6 separate regions of the Mus musculus genome follow, and regions 2, 3, 4, 5 and 6 are each linked to region 1. Evidence: chromatin contacts called from public promoter capture Hi-C data. All regions are on one chromosome and are shown on one strand. Each heading gives the region's core, a stretch centred on a gene start, on an enhancer-like site or on the middle of the called end of the contact. The rest is flanking DNA. Distances are from core to core; before and after follow the strand shown.

Region 1 (3,420 bases), core at 465-2,964:
TACATCTTATTTTGGATCCTTCTATGTCCAAAGTAGACTAAAGGTGAGCATGGTTGACCTACGAGAGGCAATCTCTTGAAGGAAACAAACTCACTTTCTCCCAGCAGTTTTCAGTTGCTACTACATTACTAATATACAGCTAAGAGTGAGACTTTATACCTATTGCCCCTCTCCATGCTGAGAATTTGTCCAACCTGAGCTTTTGCAGGTCATTCCAGGCTGTCAAAGTTGCAGTGAGCTCACATTTAAAACTGCCCAGAAGACTCTAGCTCTTACATTCTTTGCTTTCTGTCTTCTTTAATGATCACTGCTGGGTCTTGGAAGGAGGGGGCATGATGCAACTATCCCATTTAGGGGTATGCTTTCCTTAGTCTCACCCTCTGTGCCTTGGACATTTGCGGGACTCTGTTCACCACGGCTGCAAACAGAAGCTGCTCTGATGAGAGCGGAGAGGTGCATTAATCTATGAGTTTAACGAAAAGCCATTAGGAGCTGACTTGATACTCTGTCCATTGAGCAGAATATTTATAGTAGATTCTCCCCTGGGTCTGTGACCTGCCTAGCTGTTGTTTTTGCCTCGATAATAGTGCCAGGTATGGATTTCATTTTGTGGAGTGGAGTGGAACTTAAATCCAATCAGAAAGTGGTGAGTTATTTCCATGATATTCCTGCCACTATTGCACAAAGGGCATGTCTTTCCAGGCTGCTCATCACTGGCGCTCTAGGGTTCACTGCTGGGTAAGACTGAGATGACCTTTCTCCTCTGGAAGCTTACATATCACATTCCATTCTTTAGTCCTTTCTATTGAGTGTCCCCCCCCCCCCCCGCCTTTTTCCCCTCACCAATGTAAGTGAAGTAACTTTTGTAATACTGTTCGTTTGTCTTTGTTGATTTTTATCCCATTTTTTTCCAGCAGATATTTTAAATTTTCATTCAATAGAAGGATGTGACTTTGAGTACCCATCACCATAGGCATTTTGAGATTAGCATAATCTGATGACTTTAGGCAAATTGAACAACTGTTTACCTACCACATTTCACAGTATTTTCTTGCACCATTCTTATGAAAAGGCACGTGGCGCTAAACACATAACAAAGCTTTTGTGACGACCAAATAAAATAAATATATATTAAATAAAATAAGCATGTAAAATTACTCTGGGAAGGTGTACGCTCTACAGAAGGATGCTTAAGAGCTGGCATTTCACACTATTTCCTTGTCCAGATCTGTTTTCTTTCTTTATTTTTTTAAGGTTTATTTGTTTTGCTTTGCATGTATGAATGTTTTGCTTGCATGTTTGTACACACACACACACACACACACACACACACACACACACACATACACACACACCTGCCTGCTGCCTTGGGGAGATCAGAAGAGAATGCCAGATCCTCTGGAATGTGCTAGATGTTTGTGAGCTACAAACCGGGAACTCTGCAAGAGCAACAAGTGCTCTTCACTTCCGAGCCCCCCCCCCCTCCCCCCCAGACCAGATCAGATATTTTACTGCCTAAAGTCAATTACGGGTTTTGTAAGAATTCTTTAAAAGGTCAGCGGGTTGAGGCGCAGCAAAGAAAACTGGGAGTGAAAATGGGTTGAAATGGGTTGGGCAGCAAGCTCCCTATCAAAAGCAAAACTTCACCTTGGTCCCGCCCACAAGCTCCGCCCTCGCCCCTCCGCTCCGGGACTCCGCCCACGAGCCCCGCCCCTCCGCGGTCCAGCCCTCAGGTTCCAGTAAAGCCCCTGCGGTCCTGCCGCCTTGCGGTGCTCCTCGCTGGCTCTCCACCCTCACTCGACTTCTGCGGCGATATAGCACGTGAGTGCGTGACTTTTCCCAGCTCCGGAGCCGTGTGTCCCAGCCCAAGCCTGCAGCCTCCCGGGAAGCGGGCCGGTCCCGGGCGGGAAGACTTAGGGCCCTCAGGCTTCCATGGCCCGTCCCTCCGGGCCCCGGGCGCTGGAAGTGCTCCGTGGGTTTCCGGTGCCCACTCTGGGGACTCCCGAGTGTCGCGTGCTGGGTCCGCGGCCCGTGGAAGTCCGGGGCTGGGGGTCAGCCTGGGGGCCGCGAGCGCCTCCTGGGCCTGCGGCTCGCGCACCTGAAGAACCCTGCCGGGGATCCGCGGGCCTCGAGTGGAAGGGCAGGGTGGGGCGAAGGGTTACAGCCCCGAAATCTCGGTCCCGCTCAGCGGGGAAAGATTGGTGAACCAGACGAACCGGTCGTGTGGGGGAACGGTGGAGGAAAGGCTGCGTGCTGAGGGAAAAGGTGCTACTGAATTCGGTGCAAAGCTGGGCCTGGGTGAAGTCCTAGCAAGCTCCTGCACCTGTGTCCAGGGCTTTGGGCTCACTGCACACGCGACGCGAAGGAAGGGCAGTGCCACTTACTTGTTTTGCAGTCAGAAACTTGAGAGCATAGTGACCGTTAGTGTTGGCGCTAATGCACTTGACTGCGATCAGCTTTTGTTTCTTTCTGTTGTGTTTGTGGCCGCCAATAATCAGAGGGTGAAGTAGGATTAAAATAACCAGTGGTTTGCAGTGACCCACAACCTCTGTGTTAAGACCATTTTTATATATAGTTAGCTCACAACAAGCATAAATGCGACTATTATCTTTTTCACTCCTCAGGAAACTGGAATTAATTTATGAAACTTGGCACCTCTGAAAGTGGTAGCATTAGGTTTCGATTGTGGTCTGTACTTTTTTTTTAATACTTTACGATTTACAAAAGTAAGTGAATCTTATTTCACAAGAAAGGCAGTGACTATCTGTCTAGTTTCAAGTATGTTCTGAGGTTTTGTTATCTGTCTAACCTTTGGGTGGGATGCCCAACCCTTTATGGTGTGTTTCTACATTTGTAAAATGGATATAGCACTGATGTGTCAGAGTGGTGAGGGCTAAATAAAATGTTTGTAGATCACTCATCGAAGTGTCTGATACATAAATAACGATAAGATAAATGATGATGGTAGTTGTAGTGACAACAGTGGATTCTCAGAATCTATCTGCTTTTCAACACTCCCCCTCACCCTGCCCCCTCTGTTTTGAGAATATTTTTTAAAAGGCGGCCCCTTTTGGCTGATGAGTTGAAAAATGCACCCCACTCGAGCCTGAAAATCTAGTGCCTCATCTCCAAGATTGGACCATGCAGAAGCTCTCTTAATGAGACAAAACTGAATTTCTGGTTTTTAGATTAAAACACGCCTGGCACAGGAAGGGAAGGAAGTACTGTCTTTCAGAATCTCTTCTCTGATCTATCCCCTAAAGCTGACGTCTAGAATTGGGGGAGCAAAATTATTCATTGCCTCCAAAGGCATGTTGATAATTGGACATCTCTTTTAATTTTACTTGAACATTTATAAACAGTGATCTATAAAATAAAGCCTTAATTCCAGCACTCAGGAGGCAGGGTCAGGTAGGTCTC
Region 2 (3,420 bases), core at 264-2,763, 2.3 Mb before region 1:
GCACACACAGCCTGTGGTCTGCAGCTGTAGATGCAAGCAAACACCCATACCCATGCCCATACCAGAAAAGACTGGCAGTGACATGAAGATGTGGTGAGACAAGTACAAATTAGAGCAATGGCATCATGTCAGCAGAGCTGGCAAAGGCACGGAGGAGGTGACTATACGTAAGGGAAGAACATGCCAATCACAACAGCTTGGGAGGCCGAGGCAGGTGGGTCTTCTGATGTATGAGACACACATTAAAAGGTTTCTAAAAAATGGACCAGAGATGTTCTGGATCTCTGGAACAATGACTCGGATTGTTCTGGAAGACAAAGTTTAAACAATAAAAGAGTATAAATGTATATAAAGACAATAAAATCTTATAAAAGACAATAGAAGAGTATAAAATCATCTCTCCAGAAAATTAAAGTTGGAATCGTAATTCCATCTAGATCTCCAAGTTCATTAATATTTATTTATATCTTGCTCTCTTAAAAATTATAATTATTTTTTTCAGTAGTATTTAAATAGGTATTATTGCTGTTACTGTCATATTAAAATTCCCAACCATACCAATCTCTACCATATAGTGGTCATTTTCTTTTCTTTTTTTTTCTTTTTTTTTTTTGTTTTTTTTTTTGTTTTTGTTTTTGTTTTTCGAGACAAGGTTTCTCTGTGTAGCCCTGGCTGTCTTGGAACTCACTCTGTAGACCAGGCTGGCCTCGAACTCAGAAATCCGCCTGCCTCTGCCTCCTGAGTGCTGGGATTAAAGGCGTGTGCCACCACGCCCGGCCTGGTCATTTTCTTGTAAAGGTTGAACCTAATTATCTGCGTACTACTTGCGTTTAAAAATCTATAGCACCAAATGCAGTTAGCTCTTTACTTTATTTGCCAAACAAGAGCATAAATGCCTTAAATTCTTTGGCGGGGACGGTAAGATGGTGAGCAATAAAGTAGTGAGGCAGCGCTAGGACGTTCCCCGTGTGTCTTTCTTGGTTTGGTTTGGAAAGCAAGAACCACCTCCAGGATCCAGCAAGTTGAATGGCGGCTCCCGGGCCACAAGCTCATAGAACGCAAATAAAATAGGGCAAAGGTCGTGGGCTACCCGGCGGCGGCGGCACAAGAGACACGCTCTCCGAGGCCCAGATCCTTAGTCCTCAGCCTTTTTCCCCTGGCTTCTCAGACCTGGAGGGTTGTAGCCGCTGGAGAGAGCAACACCAGGTCCCGGAGGTCACCAGGGATGAGGACGGGGCAGCGCGGCGCTGCTTTTAACCAGACCCCACGGAGCCGGACAGCCCACCGCTCTCTGCCGCGCTTGCGCAGAGCCGCCCCGGCACCCGAGGCGTGCGGAAGAACCTCCGCGCCGGCGACACTCACCCGACCGTGAAGTTAGGCGAGGAGGCTGGGCGACCGCGCTGGGGCACCCAAACCCTAGCGTTTCCAGGAGACGAACCCCACGAGAGCCCAGCCTTCCACCTCTCCACATCGCGACTAGAATCCTACTCCTTTTCCGGTCCCTCCTCACAACAAATCCCCAGCGGAAGGGTTCCGCCTCCTACACTCGCGGATGCCGGCTTTTGCATTTGCATTAGTTAATGTGAATTTGTGGTCACCGTTAACTCGAGCTCCTCTATCAAATTATGTCTGCAATGAAATAAAGAGATGTTCCTAATAAAAGGCCACGAAGACCTACCTACCTTCTCGTCCTACGAGTCACGCCGTGCTGTTTTCGTATTTACGAGCTATCTCCTCAGTCTTGGAAAACCGACTCTAATGCTTAAAATCAAGTACGGAAATGCTTTTTCCGAGAAACCCATTCTCTTTCAATGCGCTCAAGTAATCACAGAGAACAGAAGTCCACATCTAAAGTACATTCTTTGAAACTGACCCTTTATTCTGTTCAGGATACACCGTATGTAGCAGAAAACTCCTTACACTCAGTTTAGACGTTTATTGGAAGTAGAAACGGAGCAGTATGAAAGATTCTAGTATGAATCTAATATGAAGTTCATACTAGTTTTTTTTTTTTTTTTTTTTTTTGTCAACTTGACATTAATTTGATTCACCAGGAAACAGGGACCCTCTCCTGAATTGCCTTCATTAGACTGAACTGCGTGTTTGTGGGGCGGCGTTTTCTTGATTGATGTTCAGCCCTTTGGAAAGTGGAACTGGGTTGTATCTGAAGCTTGCATTTATGGATCTCGCCCAGACTTCCCTCAATGATTGATTAGGATCTCTAAGCCAAAGAGAAAGAAACCCTTCCTAGAGTTGCTTTTAGTCAGTGTTTTATCCCAGCAACTAAAAGCAAACCAGGAACGGTTAAAAAACAAACAACAAAATAAAAAATAATGCCCTCATAAAAAGAAGGGTAAACTCCTAAAATTTAGGGCGTCATTCTACATTTCAGCAGGCAGTGCTGTCCTTTAAATCGGGGAAACTTACTAAGCTCTCATCCTCTGAGCTAAAATACTAACCTCATAAGCTGTATGAAAACCAGCTGCTCTATCACTGTCAGAGGTCCCTGTGTTTGGAGGTATATGGCCATTTCTCCAAATGAAGGTGGAAAGTTTTATACACAAGTTGAAGTGTCATGTTTTTGCTGGATTGACAGACCCACGGAAAATCATGGTTAACACTCTTAAGGACTTCTGTGCATGGACTGTACTTAACATTAAGTGTACACCACACAGCTCCATAGCCATCCCAGTCTCGCTTCAGCAAAGGCAGGAAGTGATATGCTTAAATACTGGTAGGAAGCAAAGAACCCTCTAAATCCCCCCACGCAGCAACAAAACGCTTTTCTGTAAGTTCAGTTGAGCTGTGTCAGAAATAAAATTGTGGTGACTGTAATGCAGTATGTAGCCATTACTGTAGGAAAGTTCCAGAGTAACTCCAGTCTTACTTATGAACAAGCTGTAAACTAGCTCATACATATTTTAGAAAACTCAACACCCATTTAACATTTGCAATGTGTTCTAGTTCTTTAATAAAAAATGAAGGGTAAGTCACTTTATGTCTACACAAGCTTTATCCCTTTGAACAATCTACTACATCCATCCAGCTGAATGAGTTCTTGGACTTACTCAAAAAGTCTATCACACGGTATCCACTCTGAGAAATTCTATATTGCCACATTCTATTTAAAACTGAACTTACAGGGGAGTTGGAGAAATGGCTCAGTGAGGACCCAAGTTTCAGTTTTCACACTGTGACTCACAACCATATGTAACTCCCTATCTAGGGCACCTAACACCCTCTTCAGGTCCTTGTGGGCACCCTAACACAGATATACACTCACTATCACTAGTTCAGTTTAGAAACTTCAATGTTAATTTTTTTAACTTACTATAGGAATTTTTAGCCTTATGCAACTCCTAAAAATTTCCAACTAAAAAGTTTTAAAGCCCAGGGTCTAGAAAAATCACACACACCCCA
Region 3 (3,420 bases), core at 493-2,992, 2.3 Mb before region 1:
GATTGTGACAAAAAGATGAGAATTGAAATATGTTTTAAATCTCTTTGTACCTAGCAGTTCTGTATTCTTAACACTAAAGGGATTCAGAAGTGAAAGCAGTTAAGATCTTGAGTTGGTGGCTAGCCTGGGCTCCTTCCCCCAAACTGAAATAAAGTTCTATAGTAGCCCGAGTCGGTAATCTCAATTGTAAGAAGCTAAAGCAGGAAAGGCGCTGAGCGGTCTAGGCCAGTCTTTGCAACAGAGTAACAAAGAAACAAAACACCGACCAATCAAATAGAAGCTGGTGGGAAACAGCAGACACCTGAAAGATTTAGCAATGGTCAAAAGTGGAAGAATCCGGACAACAAAAGCTAGGACTGACACATAGACATAAAGTAGTAATTTTTCATTGAACAGAGACGGTGGCCAGAAGGCTCAGCAGCTACAGCACCGGCTGCTCTTGCAGAGGACCTGCCTCCAGTTGCCAGCACCTCATGGCAACTCACAACCATCTGTAACTTCAGTTCCAGGGGATCTCCACAGAAAAATACTATCTTTTTTTAAAAATGATTTTTTTCTTTAACTAAGGAAATAGGAGCATGCCCTCAATTAATAATGTAACAACATTGTTCCATTAATAGTAAAAAAAAACAAAAAAACGTGTCATGGAAGTATATGTTACTGAGAAAATAAAACACGTGGTTATACACTAGCTGTTTAATTTTTCTATAATTAAATTAAGTTCTAGGGCTTGATGTGGTAGTGAATACATTTAATTCCAGCATTCATGAGCGAAGGCAGGAGTTCCAGGCCAGCCAGGATCATATAATGAGGCTCAAAAAAGTCCTTAAATATAAAGCTTACTTATGTTTTAAATTGTGTGTCTTAAGAATATCCGAGAACTCATTACGTCTCCCCTGATGCTTTAGAAAACCACCCCACAAATAAAGTCTTTACTGTTCTGGTTTGGTTTTAGCTGGATGTACTCAAAAAAAAAAAAAAATCCAAGATTGTTTTTGTTTTATCTAGGGTTAGGAAGAGAAAAGGTAAATGAAGTATTAAAGACTGCTAATTTAATCAAGCACAGTCAAAATTTGCTCAGTGCCCAGTTTTGTTAAGATGACACTATTATCCACAAAACTACGAAACAACTGAAATATAGGATACTACTTGTTTCCTCAGTGATGCTTAACACATAATACCCATCACTGGGTAAAAACACCAAAACTAAGCAACTAAATGATACTTGTCTAGGACGCAGCAGAAAGCGGTTGCGCCTGCGTAGTGCGAGTCGCAGAGTCGAAGTTCCAGATCCCGGCCCCCGCCGCCTCCGCCCCTCCACACTCCCTGCCCCTCAAGGGTTCCCACTGCGCACGCGCACTGCTTAACGGCCGCTCAGGCGCCCAACAATTAGTCCCTTGCCTTCTCAAAGGAAACTCTTAGTTCGAAGAATGGGTCGTGAGCCCTCTCCTTAGCCAAAGGCGGTTCCCTTCGGGCGACAGCGGCTCTCTCGCTCACTCTCTCGGGCGGACGCCGGAGCTTCTCCGGAATGAGGTTCTGGCGGTGGCGCCAAGCAGCGTACGCAGCCTGAGTCCCGCTCCGTTCGCCACACTGACCCAGAGGACTTTAGTCCTCCGGCAGGTCCCCCGGGGTAAACTGCTCGTCGCTTACCCGCTCCGGTTCCGGAATACCGCTGTCGCCACCGTTCCTGTAATTCTCTCCAACCTTTCGATGCTTCTACTTCTTCATGAACAAGACAAGATGGCGCCCGGTGGTTCTCACCCGGAAGTGAATGATAATAACATCCGCTTTTCGGCTGAAGTCACACTGATTCTCAGCCAGGCTTACGACCATGTGATCTTACCGACGGGACGAGTCCGCGCCATTTTTGTTGAGGGCAAACCCAACCCACCTCGAGTTGGACCCTCTTGTGTGTGAAGCCCGTGTCATACCCGACACATTTTCATTTGTACAGCCAGCACAAAGCCGAGCCTAACGTTCCGGTACAATGGACGGAATTTAGTAAACTTTAGGCAGGAGACCCTCGAAGAGCAAATGCGTTCTAAGAATCAGTTCCGCTTTGGGAAGGATGCTGAATCGCTTTGCCTCTTTCAGACTACGGAGAGGACCGCAAGTCAAACCCTGCCAACTTGGAACTCACTGTGCCAGGCCTGAGTCGCAGAGCCTGAGTTCTGGAAGCAGGGTGTTTGCTAGGTCTCCTTGTTCACCTCCTAGCATCGCGCCCCCTGGTGGGAACATTTACTCAGTTCAACTTCGCTCAGCTACTCTTTAAGGAAAAGTAACTGAGAAGCAGAGTTTCCACTGGTCCTTCCTTACCTAAACTCCAAGATGGCCTCCCGAAAGGAGGTAAAAGGTGTTTAGCGTGAACAATGTTCATATATCTAAAATGTCAACTTTCCAGACTAGGAGTTTAATTACAAAAGGAAACAAAAATTCTAAGAAACACAGCATTCTTAACCTAAATATTGGAAAATGACTTTCTTGAAATGTCAGTGTAACTAAAAAGAGTTATGAAGGAGAATTCCAGGAAAAAGTCTGTGTCTGCAAAGATTGATTGGAGCTTCAGTGATGTGGAGAGGTTGGAATTTTACAAGTCCAGAGGCTAATTACCCAATCTGGCCCTAGCTTTACCCACGAATTGCCAGTCTTTGCCAACCTCCCCATATTAGAGCTAAATCCTGTGACTAATAGATTAAAAACCTTTTAGAACTTTTAAAAAAATGATTTATTTATTTTTATTTTATGTGTATTGGTGTTTTGCCTGCGTGCATGTCTGTGTGAGGGTGTCAAATCACTTGTTGCTGGACTACAGATAGTTGTAAGCTGCCATGTGGGTACTAGGAATTGAACTCTGGTACCAGCGCTATTAACCACTGCCCCAGCCTTTGGAACTTTTTAACTTAGCTGACTCCCAGTTTCCACCAACCCAAGAGCTAAGAATGTTATCAGATAGCATCTGCAGCGATGTAAAAAGTGTCCCCATCTTGCTGTAGCTTCTGTGATGTACACACCAATGTATCTTAAGCCTGCCTTGGTTTATGACTGTCTGTTCTTTAAAAACTATAAAATGTCATGAAACCACTTCCGTGTTATAAAAGAAATTTGGCATAACTGTGTTCCTTGTGCCATGGACATTCAAATGTGGCTCCACAATAAACTCTCTTATTCCCTTTAATGTGAGAACTCTGTTTTTAGCACCCACACCATGCACTAAAAATCTAAGTCTTTGAGTTGGGAACTGCACAAGAAATATCAAATTACTCTAGAAACAAGACTGTAGTAAACTGAATAAAGAAAATATAGGTAGATGTGAAAATAGGAATGCCCTTTACAAGAAATTCTGTAATTCTCAAATGAAGTATTTGAAAACCATGTAGTCTGTGTGATTAGAATAAAACCCTACTAAGTAAACACCTGCTA
Region 4 (3,420 bases), core at 451-2,950, 2.2 Mb before region 1:
GATTTATGTACAGATAATGATGACCTCTGGAAGAATACTCAGAGGCAGATTTTTGATTTTGACTTTGTAAACAACCTGCTACCTTTTTCGAAACCGTTGTCTCAAACGTCTCCCGGTAATGGAGGGGCAATTTCCAATCATTTTTCTAGCAGATGTAACGTTATCTGAACATCCACAAGCCATAATGTGGCAATACCATGTAACCTTCTCCTACAAATGCCACTTAAGGCAGAACAAGCAAGCAAACAACATTAAAATCCAACTACTGGACTTTCAAAGGCTTTCCATTATCAAAATTGTGTCTGGAAACCTCCAAGTCTCTCCTGGCACTGAGGAGTCAAGAGGACTGACTCACAGGATTCAGCACATGGTTGTATATTTCATGGTACATTCTATGAACACTCAACCCGACTAGACTGGAAAAGGGTACTTTGCCCATAACTTCCATAAAGTCTCTCTCTTCAGGTGGGTAAGACAAGGACTAAGCAGCAACATGAATCTGGGTTCAGGGGAACCCATTAGAGACTTGGAGCACAGAAACTGTATGGTAACTGGTCATTTTGGCATGAAACATAATGCTGAGTATAGAACAATTACTACTACATCAGAACATGCCCAAACTCCAAGTTTTAAGATGCCAAACAAGGGCCAATGTTGCAGGCAGAGCCATCAAAGGACAGAAGTTTCAGGCCTGACTTCACCACAAACATGTTCTGGCTTTTTCTTTCTTTCTTTTTTTTTTTTTTTTTTGAGGTTTTGCAAACATCAAACGTTACAGCTTTCTTTTAAAACATAAATCTATTGATGTATTTTATATGTATGGCTGTGCACGTGTTTAGTGTTTCGATTTGCATTAGTGAGGTCAGAGTAGCTTCTCTCTTTCACCTCGTGGGTCCAGGAGATTGAACCATCAGGTTTGGCGACCTGCTGAGACGTCAACTTCAGCTTTTAATTTAAATATTATCTAGCACTTGCGTTACCTCTAACAAAGGATGTACGGCTAACGCAATTAATATCACACTTTTCAACTGGCTACAAGCTTCCCTTGTCAAATTGGTTTTTGTTTTGATTTTTTTTTAAGTTTTGGGCTGCTATTCTCCAGCGTGAGAAGAGGAAATGCAAACATCTTCCTTTTAGATACCCGGGCTCAAAACACTCAATTCTATGAACCTCTTACAAGCACTTTGAGATACGTCACTATCATCATCCTTAATTTACACTTGGAACTGGATAGAGGTAAAGTGACTTGCAGAAGTCCGGGAGCCGGACGTGGGCTCAGGTATAGGATCGACCCCTAACCTAATATTTGGCGTCGCCAAAAAGCTGTGTCTAGGCTCTTCGTCAGGCCATGAATGCACCCCAAGTTAGCAGAGCGGGATGTGCTGCGAGGGGAGACCCCGAGGGGACAAGCGGACGCTGCATGCCCGGGTCACCAAAAAGACGAGACTCGGCCTGGCTCCCTCCCCGACCCCGGCTCTTCCCCCCTGCCGCCAGCACTCGGCCCGGGAGGCCGCCTGGTGCCTTTGTGAATCTGGACGCGAGGGTAGGCTAGGAAACCTCTCTTTCTAGGCTGGTTGACGTACAGGAAGGTCTCGTCGCCCAAGCGAAGACACAGTGGTTACAGTGACCCCAAAGCCTGGGCCCCAACTCACCCCGCCCGCCGGGCCGCAGCTTCCACACGCAGGAGCTTCTGCGCCTGTGCAGAGGGGAACCCGGAGAAGGCGGGGCTTGGCGTCCTGGGCGGGGGCGAGGGCGGGGTCTGGTGTTCTGGGTGGGCCGAAGGCGGGACTTTGAGTCCAGACCCAGATCTGGGTTTTCCTTTGGCGGCTTGGAGGTTGGAGCATGGTGGAGGAGTGTAGATGGGATGAGGGGATGGCGCCCTGCAGCCAACTGATTACAGTGCCAGCCACGGGGCCTGGATGCAGGCGCTGGCTTTAGTGAGCTGCGTCCCACTTGCTGGGTGCCTTTTAAGACAGCTTCCCTTGTTCCATCACCCAACTCGGAACCTAAAGTCGCATCTGAGATTCACTCTATATGATTTTAACGTTTTATTTCACGTGGTTCTCACTTCTGAACTAGATTGTACATCACACCTGTAATTCTGCTCAATCCGATCATCTGTTACAACAATGTACACCTTGCTTTTGAGTAAAAACAGTTGGTTTGAAATTTTGTTGTGGGGCTGGAGAGATGACTCAGTGGTTAAGAACACTGACTACTCATCCTGAGATCCTCAGTTCAATTCCCAGCAACCACATGGTGTCTCAGAACCATCTGTAATGGGATCCGATACCCTCTTCCTGTTACAAAAAATAAAAAAATTTAAAAAACAAAAAATAATTTCTTGCAAGCACTAGTTGATGAGCCACAGTCTTTCACAAGGGACAAGTTGTGACCTAATGGATCGTGTGCTGGGGTTGGAGTTTAAAAGAGTTCAGTTAAGAACCAAAAGCTGACTGGGTTTGTTGTTGTGGTTTGTTGTTTCCACTTTTTTTTTTTTTTTTAACTTAAAAATCTAATTCATTTCCATGGGGAAACTTGGCAAAGGAGAGAACTCTTCCTTTATGTTGTTTATAGGAACCATTCATTAGACAAATGCAGTGGAATACAAGCATGCTGGTCAAGATACTAGGTATGGGGTACATAATTGTCTTTTAGAAGGTCATTTTCTTCCAGGGAAAAAAAGAAATGCTGCATCTGTAAGAACAGTTTGGGTTATGATATAATTCCAAAGTCTATATACAAATTTCAAATTTGTCTGTATAAATATCAAGTTTCATATGTTAGTATTGAATTTGAAATAGACTATGTAAAAGATGCAAAAATTTGCATCCTAAATTGTGTCAGGTTTTTGTTTTTTGTTTTTTTCTGGTTTTTCTTTCTTTTTTTTTTTATTAGATCTTTTCTTTATATATATTTCAAATTTCAAATGCTATCCGGAAAGTTCCCTATACCCCCCACCCCGCCCTGCTCCTCTACCCACCCACTCCCACTTCTTGGCCCTGGCATACCATTGTACTGGGGCATATAAAGTTTGCAATACCAAGGGGCCTCTATTCCCAGTGATGGCCGACTAGGTCATCTTCTGCTACATATGCAGCTAGAGACATGAGCTCTGGGGGTACTGTTTAGTTGATATTGTTGTTCCACCTATAGGGTTGCAGACCCCTTCAGCTCCTTTGGTGCTTTCTCTAGCTTCTCCACTGGGGCCCCTGTGTTCCTTCTTATAGATGACTGTGGGTTTCTCTGTATAGCCCTGGCTGTCTTGGAACTCACTCTGTAGACCAGGCTGGCCTCAAACGCAGAAATCCACCTGCCTCTGCCTCCTAAGTGCAGGGATTAAAGGCATGCACCACCATTGCCCAGCCTAAATTGTGTCAGAAATAGGTCTTTTTAAAAAGTATATATTAAAACTCATGG
Region 5 (3,420 bases), core at 670-3,169, 2.2 Mb before region 1:
TTGACTCTCATTTGTGTAGTTATTTAGATCAGGTAGGACCCACCCAGCAAAGCTCTCCAGGTACTTCCTTCTGCAAAATAAGTGGAAGCCATTGAAAAATGTGGAAATACAAACATTTGAACATCTGTCTCCACAACAGCAGTCTGATTTCTTGATTGTTCATACTAGGAAAGCTGCAACACACACACACACACACACACACACACACACACACACACATACACACACACATAGGCACAGGTTAGCGTACTTCAAGACAGTACTGAAGCAGCAAGGCTTTGGAAGATCTATGAACTTAAGGAGAAAGTAAACTGTAGAGGATGTACCAAAATTGTAGTACTGGGCCCATCAACTAACAGCCTGGCTAGTACCTGGCTTTTAGTTACAACTAATGGTGCAGTTAAGCCATAAATTGACCAGTCCCCTCAAGAACTAAATGTCAACTAAGATCCAAATGCAGGTGTCTTCCTGAACCTCTGATAGATGAATATGTAAATATGATTACCCTCCCATAAGGTTTCATATGCACACTAAAGTATGAATCATAATTCATTCATGTGTCACCAAATGTTCTTTCAACTATTTAGAAATTCAGCAAAATTCTTAAGGCCAGGCCAAAAAGCAGGTGACAAACCAGATATTGCCTATAGAATACAGTTTGCGGTTATCCTACAGGTGAATGAGAGCCAAAGGCTATCTCAAGTTTTCATATGTAATGTCCAGACTTGTATCAAAACTTGCTAGGCACAACAGGAGTCAGGATCTCTTTTGGTTTGTTTTTGTTTGGAGACACTGTCTTACTGTGTAGCTGTAGCTGGCCTGGAACGCATACATACACCAGGCTGGCTTCAAATTCAGAGACTGCCTGCCTCTGCTTCCCAAATGCTGGGATTCAAGGTGTGGGCCACCAGCAGGAAATAGTATCTTATAATTGAAAAGTAGCAGGAAGAGGCTAGAGAGATGGCTCAGCGGTTAGGAGCGCCGACAGCTCTTCTGAAGGTCCTGAGTTTGAATCCCAGCAACCACATGATGGCTCACAACCATCTGTAATGAGATCTGATGCCCTTTTCTGGAGTGTCTGAAGACAGCTACAGTGTACTTACATATAATAAATAAATCAAAAAAAAAAAAAAAGGAAAAGTAGCAGGAAAAAAGGAGCCTGGTATGGTGTTATATTCTTATAACTCTGACATTTGGGAGGTGAAGGCAGGAGGAGTCAAGGTCCTCCGTTACACAGAGAATAAAAGGCCAGCTTGAGCTATATGAGGCCTTACCTCAGAGGAAAATAGAAGAGAGCCAGAGGGGGTTTATATATTGGACTTTCAGACACAAGGATTAAAGTAACTGTTGTCCTAGTTTGATTTTCTATTTCTGTGAAATAACACCATGACCACAACTATTCTTATAAAGGAAAATATTTAACTGGGGCTGGCTTACAGTTCAGAGGTTTAGTTCATTATTGTCATGGCAGGAAACATCATGGCTCACAGGCAGACATGCTGCTGGAAAGGAGCTAAGAGAGTTCTACATCTTGATCTGAAGACAGACAGGATGGTAGTTTGAATATGCTTGGCCCAGGGAGTGGCACTATTAGGACATGCAGTTTTGTTGGAGTAGGTGTGGCCTTGTTGGAGGAAGTGTGTCTTTGTGGTCGTGGGCTTTAAGACTCTTGTCCTAGCTGCCTGGAAGCCAATCATCTCCTAGTTGCCTTGGGAACAAGAGGTGGAACTCTCTCAGCTCCTCCGGCCCCATGTCTGCCTAGATGTTGCTATGAGAGTTCTACATCTTGATTCCCAGCAGGGAAAGACTTTGGGCCATGGGGCCTGGGCATTAGCTTCTGAGACCTCAAACACTATACTCCCAATGACACACTTCCTCCAACAAGGCCACACCTACCTCAACAGGGCCACACCGCCTAAGAGTGCCACACCCTATGGGTCAAGCATTCAAACACAGAAGTCTATGGAGGCCACTCCTACTGAAATCACCCTAGTAACTGTGACTAAAAAAAGTAAAGTAACTAAAATACATTCAGTAAGTTGATGACTTAATTAAGGGGAACTATATCAAAAGACAGGAAGTTTCAAATAGAGATTCTAGAATTTAAAACGGAGTAACTAGGCCAGGCAGGCTCATTGGAGCATGCCTGTGACCTCAGCTACTCTAGAGGCTGGGGCAGAAGGATTGTGAGTTCAAAGGCAACCTAGGCAAATTAATGAGAACCTGTCTCAAAAAGTAAAAAGGGGTAGCTACGTAGTTTAGTGATAGCAAAAATTTGCTAGGATATACAAGACCCTGGTTTGATTCCTGGTAACCAAATATAACAAAAGTTAGCAAACATCCAACAGATGTTAAACTTTTTTTTTTTTTTTTTTTTCTCTTCAGTTTTTCGAGACAGGGTTTCTCTGTGTAGCCCTGGCTGTCCTGGAACTCACTCTGTAGACCAGGCTGGCCTCGAACTCAGAAATCCACCTGCCTCTGCCTCTGCCTCCCAAGTGCTAGGATCAAAGGCATGCACCACCACCGCCCCGGCTGCAGAGCCTACTATTTTGACAGTCATCTGTGTTAAGTTTCAAACTCAGGACCTGTCTCCAAGGTGCCTGTTTAACATATCAAAGTAGACTCGGCCTACAAGTTCTCCCAGCAGCCCTCAATCCCTACCTGTTACAGGATAAGGCGGGCATACTCCACAGTCTACCCTGAAATCTCCAGCCCAGGGCCCAGGCTGCCATTCCCTTAGAGACTCTTCCTTATATAATCCAGTTTGGTTACCCACTCCTCTTATGTACTTTTGGCCTTCTGGCCACTGTACTAGGTGTGTGTCCCATCCACCTACTTCCCATAGAGTCTGGACTTTCCCAAATATGTCTGCCTCCGACTATGGCCTCCTACATATCTATAATAAACTTTCCCCTCCACCATACTTAGAAGCAGTCATGCTCCCCGCCCTTCCTTTCTTTCTTTCTTTCTTTCTTTCTTTCTTTCTTTCTTTCTTTCTTTCTTTCTTTCTTTCTTTCTTTCTTTCTTTCTTTCTTTCTCTCTCTCCCTCCCTCCCTCTCTCTCTCTCTCCTTCCTTCCTTCCTTCCTTCCTTCCTTCCTTCCTTCCTTCCTTCCTTCCTTCCTTTCTTCCTCTCTTCATTCCTTCCTTTCAGACATGAGACACGGGACAGTAACAGTTCTATCCCGGGGAGCAAGTTCTGGTCCAGACATCAAGGGTTTTACTTCCCTTGGGAAGATCCTTACCCTGTAATCTTATCTGTTTCACAAGATGAGTCAGCAATACCCTGCTGCCCACCGCCAGCGTCCCGAAACCCCCGTTACATGGCTTGCTCTTGGCCACACTTACAACAAGGTTAAGACCTTTGAGAGTCTGACGCTCTTGTTTTCTACTGTGGAGCCCCTACCTGTTTCTCCATACAT
Region 6 (3,420 bases), core at 459-2,958, 2.2 Mb before region 1:
TCTCAATTTCCTTCATAGTGTCATGTGTACCAAACACCAGCACACAGGTTTTCAGACCCTCTAGACTAAGAACCATCCTGGAAGATAGACTCTTGCTATATCCAAAGACTTACTACTGCCTGTCTTAGTATTATGTCACTGAGACAGGCAATCAAGGCATTATCTGAGCACCAGGATTAAGTACAGGCCCAAGCTTTATCCCACCTTTTTGGGTCATCCCCTTTTGTATTTCATTTTTTTAATGGAAACATCTCAGTGAGTGAGAACAATGTAAAATAATGTCCCCCAGTGATGCTTCATTGGCCTTTCATCTTCCCAGAAACACTTGGTAGCAAGGGAGGACCTGCTTTCAGAAACAGGTTTCCAAATTCAGTTTTCTTTCTTTCTTTTTTTTTCCCCCTTCTTCTTCTTTATTCTCAGGCAAAGAGGGAAACAAGCAAACCAATTCACAGAATTAAAATTTTGTTATTCTCTTCCCACTAAAATTTAATTAAACTAAATGTCTCTATCTAGTCCTGTTCATTTTTTATGTATTTAGTGGAAAGCCTGCTCAACGCTTAGCCCAAGCATACAACTTCCTGCATGTTTAACCAAATGTATTTAGAGACAAATATCTTTAAGATTACTTTAGCCCTTCCATGGTCACTGAAAGACATTAAAATTTAGTGATTTAAGTGGTTAAAGGAAGAGGACAAAATCTGGGAAATACACGACTTTAAGGCAAAATATAAGACACTGGCTAATGAATGAAAATGGATATATTTTGAGAGCCCCTGTGCTCGCAAATTCTAGAAGCATTAAAGTCAATTTAGGAGCCTGCAATTGGTGGCTCATGCCTTTAATTCCAACACTTAGAAGCAGAAGCAGAGGCAGGCAGATTTCATTAAGTTCGATGCCAGCCTGTGAGTTTTAGGGCAGCCATCCCTCAACGTGAGAAACACTGCTTCGGGGATGGGGGTAGTGGTGTCAATCTAGGCATAAGGCTGGGCCAGGAAGCAGCAGGTAGAAACAAGCACGACTCACTCCTCTCCTCTGAGTAAATATTAAATCTACAGTAAGGCGAATGACAAGAGATTATAATATCACTGCTATGAAAAAACAAACAAACAAACAAGCTAGCTAGCAATAGCCAACCATGTCCATCCAAAGCAGGGAACCTCACAGAGCTACAATGGGTCACTCTTTCCCTTGCCGGTGCCCACATCATCCCACCAATCAAACCCCAAATTTGAAATGAAACCGCCTCCGACTCCCTTCCCGGAGATCAAACCCCTTACCTCTTACCCATCCTTCGAGCTCACCTCCCCTCTGCTCCCGAAATCTCTCTGTGAGAAGAGGGGAGGCTCGCAAACGACAGCATCACGTTTCGGACCCCCGGCTTCCCAGGGAGGGCTCACCCGCAGCGGCCAGGATGGAAACCCCGAGGGATGGGCAGGCCCAGCCCTCCTGTGCCCCAGCCCCGGCCCCAGGCGAGAAAATGGAAGCTCACTTACTAGTGGGAGCTCTGCCAGAAGTTCCCTGCCATGGAATAATACTGCTTGCCCTGATACAAATGCACCAGCCAGCAAAGCGGCCCGCGGAGCGACCATAGACACAGTCCGGACGACTGTGCTCCTACCAGACTGGCTGGGCTGAACTCCACAGCCACCGCAGCCGGAGGAAGAGAACAGCACCCTCGTCGCCTTGACGCCGGTCGACAACACTGAGCGGCGTACACCGGTTCCGGCAGACAAAAGTTCCGGCCCGCCCTAGTTGCGGAGGAAGCTAGCAACCGCCCGACCGCCAATGGGCTTGTTGAGGCGGGAGCTAAGGAAACACGGGCGGAGGCTCCCGGTGGCGAGAGGCTCTCCCCGAGGTTTCCTGCCAATTCTCCTCCAGAGCGTCCACACACTGGGTTTCTGGTCTAGTGCGGTTTTCTTTTGGGTCCATTTAGGGATCTTGTTAATCCACGGTGTAGGCCTTCAGAAATAGCACACTGGCGTTGAAGAAAGCATGGCAGTATATGACTGCTTTTTCCCTAGGGCTGAAAGGAGAAATAAATGAAAGTAATTTTGGCCTTAAGATGTAAGTGCTCTTAGTAAAGTTCCTGTCGGTATTAAGCCTAACGAGTTAAGTGTAGACTTAACTTAGAGTAGCAATCTTTTTATGTCAGAGCCGGCTACTTGTTTACCTAAAAACATGAGCATATAAATGTACATCTAGCTAACACTTACGTTCCAAATGGGTATGCCGCAGAAATGCAATTAAATAATATTTAAATGTTGCTGTTATCATTGCAACTTTGCGTTCGCGTTTCGTACTGTACTTCGGCGGCAGAGTCAAGAACATGAGGAGTTTCAGGCCAGTCCTTGCTTCATGCTGAGACGCCATCTAGGGGAAAAGAGGAAAAGGGATGTAGATAATCAAGGATGTAAAATGCTTGCTGGTGCCCCAGAAGCTCTGGGTGATACTCAGCACTATATACACCTGCAAGCTAAGGGTATTCAATACCCTCAGATACGTTGTTTTGGGCCAGCCTAGGACAGGTGAGGATCTATCTAAATCTTTTAAGTTTTAATTTAAATTAAAAAATGTCTCTAAATGATTGGGCACACCTGAAAATTAGTCAAGAATTCCGAGGAAGATAGCACCAATGTTTTTCCTTTGTGAGTGGAGTCTAATTGAGATGTGGAATGGAGTGAAAACAATTTCTATAAGTGAAACTAGTATGCCAACTATAGAAAAGATGTTTTTAAATTCCACCCACTTAGGCACGTACACAATTAACCTGTGAAATACATTTATTCTTGAATTTGGATGAGCTAGACTAGGCTTCATTGTTATAACATTGTTATACCCCCAACTTAGCTTGAAAATTCGTCTCATTCTCATGGTATTTCCTAAAGCTGGCTAGTTCTTCCTGGCTGCCCTCTAGATCTTCAGAGAACTAGAGGGTTTCTATCTCCCAACTATTCATTTCAATGTTCCTTGCTTCCAAGATCAACATCTTTCTGGGCAGAACATGACTCAAGCGAGCTCTTTAATAACTAGTATTAAGAGTCTTGAAATAGAAACAACCCAATCAATTTTCATGACCCACTGACCAGAATATACCCAAATGACTCCAACTTAATAGCCAAGGTACCTAAAAAATGTTGAGAGGCATGTAATACATTTGTGAACATTACTGTTTGTTTCACTGCAGATCAGTTTGTTTGTTTGTTTGTTTTGTTTTTTCAAGACAGGGTTTCTCTGCATAGCCCTGGTTGTCCTGGAACTCACTTTGTAGACCAGGCTGGCCTGGAACTCAGAAATCCGCCTGCCTTTGCCTCCCGAGTGCTGGGATTAAAGGCGTGTGCCACCACGCCCGGCAGATCATATTTTTCTTTTTCTTTTTTTTAAAGATTTATTTATTTTATTTATATGAGTACACTGTAGCTG

The links. Promoter capture Hi-C pulls out the DNA fragments that hold promoters and counts their contacts.
Region 2: a contact with region 1 is called in a promoter capture Hi-C map of pre-B cells. The contact joins the promoter of Coq3 here to the promoter of Cpne3 in region 1. A contact is called at or near these places in 6 of 39 promoter capture datasets (the C10 cell line, hippocampal neurons, liver and 2 more), 3 of 115 datasets of contacts at active chromatin or transcription factors (astrocytes, embryonic stem cells and large pre-B cells) and 1 of 9 other capture datasets (adipose tissue).
Region 3: a contact with region 1 is called in a promoter capture Hi-C map of pre-B cells, with 6 times the contacts expected there. The contact joins the promoter of Pnisr here to the promoter of Cpne3 in region 1. A contact is called at or near these places in 8 of 39 promoter capture datasets (the 3T3-L1 cell line, the C10 cell line, cranial neural crest and 5 more), 8 of 484 Hi-C or Micro-C datasets (CD4 T cells, CD8 T cells, LSK cells and 4 more), 6 of 115 datasets of contacts at active chromatin or transcription factors (astrocytes, embryonic forebrain, forebrain and 3 more) and 3 of 9 other capture datasets (adipose tissue, liver and macrophages).
Region 4: a contact with region 1 is called in a promoter capture Hi-C map of pre-B cells, with 12 times the contacts expected there. The contact joins the promoter of Usp45 here to the promoter of Cpne3 in region 1. A contact is called at or near these places in 10 of 39 promoter capture datasets (the 3T3-L1 cell line, 3T3-L1-derived adipocytes, the C10 cell line and 6 more), 5 of 484 Hi-C or Micro-C datasets (CD4 T cells, CD8 T cells, muscle stem cells and 1 more), 4 of 115 datasets of contacts at active chromatin or transcription factors (astrocytes, embryonic stem cells, forebrain and 1 more) and 3 of 9 other capture datasets (adipose tissue, liver and macrophages).
Region 5: a contact with region 1 is called in a promoter capture Hi-C map of pre-B cells. The contact joins the enhancer-like site here to the promoter of Cpne3 in region 1. A contact is called at or near these places in 7 of 39 promoter capture datasets (the C10 cell line, cranial neural crest, embryonic stem cells and 4 more), 2 of 484 Hi-C or Micro-C datasets (CD4 T cells and muscle stem cells), 2 of 115 datasets of contacts at active chromatin or transcription factors (astrocytes and large pre-B cells) and 2 of 9 other capture datasets (liver and macrophages).
Region 6: a contact with region 1 is called in a promoter capture Hi-C map of pre-B cells, with 4 times the contacts expected there. The contact joins the promoter of Ccnc here to the promoter of Cpne3 in region 1. A contact is called at or near these places in 5 of 39 promoter capture datasets (3T3-L1-derived adipocytes, the C10 cell line, cranial neural crest and 2 more), 4 of 484 Hi-C or Micro-C datasets (CD4 T cells, natural killer cells and pre-B cells), 6 of 115 datasets of contacts at active chromatin or transcription factors (astrocytes, embryonic forebrain, embryonic stem cells and 2 more) and 2 of 9 other capture datasets (adipose tissue and liver).

Annotation. Positions count from the first base shown.
Region 1 is chr4:19,568,402-19,571,821 of GRCm38.p6, reverse strand. It overlaps Cpne3 (copine III), which reads left to right and starts at 1,714. Exons shown (of 16, transcript NM_027769.3): 1 at 1,714-1,821.
Region 2 is chr4:21,877,739-21,881,158 of GRCm38.p6, reverse strand. It overlaps Coq3 (coenzyme Q3 methyltransferase), which reads right to left and starts at 1,513. Exons shown (of 7, transcript NM_172687.2): 1 at 1,363-1,513. The coding sequence starts at 1,471.
Region 3 is chr4:21,846,370-21,849,789 of GRCm38.p6, reverse strand. It overlaps Pnisr (PNN interacting serine/arginine-rich), which reads right to left and starts at 1,742. Exons shown (of 11, transcript NM_001369189.1): 1 at 1,651-1,742. It overlaps 4930528A17Rik (RIKEN cDNA 4930528A17 gene), which reads left to right and starts at 1,342. Exons shown (of 1, transcript NR_028384.1): 1 at 1,342-3,420.
Region 4 is chr4:21,774,550-21,777,969 of GRCm38.p6, reverse strand. It overlaps Usp45 (ubiquitin specific petidase 45), which reads right to left and starts at 1,700. Exons shown (of 18, transcript NM_152825.2): 1 at 1,653-1,700.
Region 5 is chr4:21,753,855-21,757,274 of GRCm38.p6, reverse strand. It overlaps a transcript of Ccnc not described here. Among named protein-coding and RNA genes, the nearest start is that of Tstd3, 12 kb to the left of the region's middle. Within about 2 kb of position 1,919, at least 99 of the 459 cell types and tissues checked have an H3K27ac peak or open chromatin away from gene starts, as enhancers often do. A contact at or near this core is called in embryonic stem cells and pre-B cells, where this site is marked.
Region 6 is chr4:21,725,989-21,729,408 of GRCm38.p6, reverse strand. Ccnc (cyclin C) reads right to left here and starts at 1,708. Exons shown (of 12, transcript NM_016746.4): 1 at 1,494-1,708. The coding sequence starts at 1,525.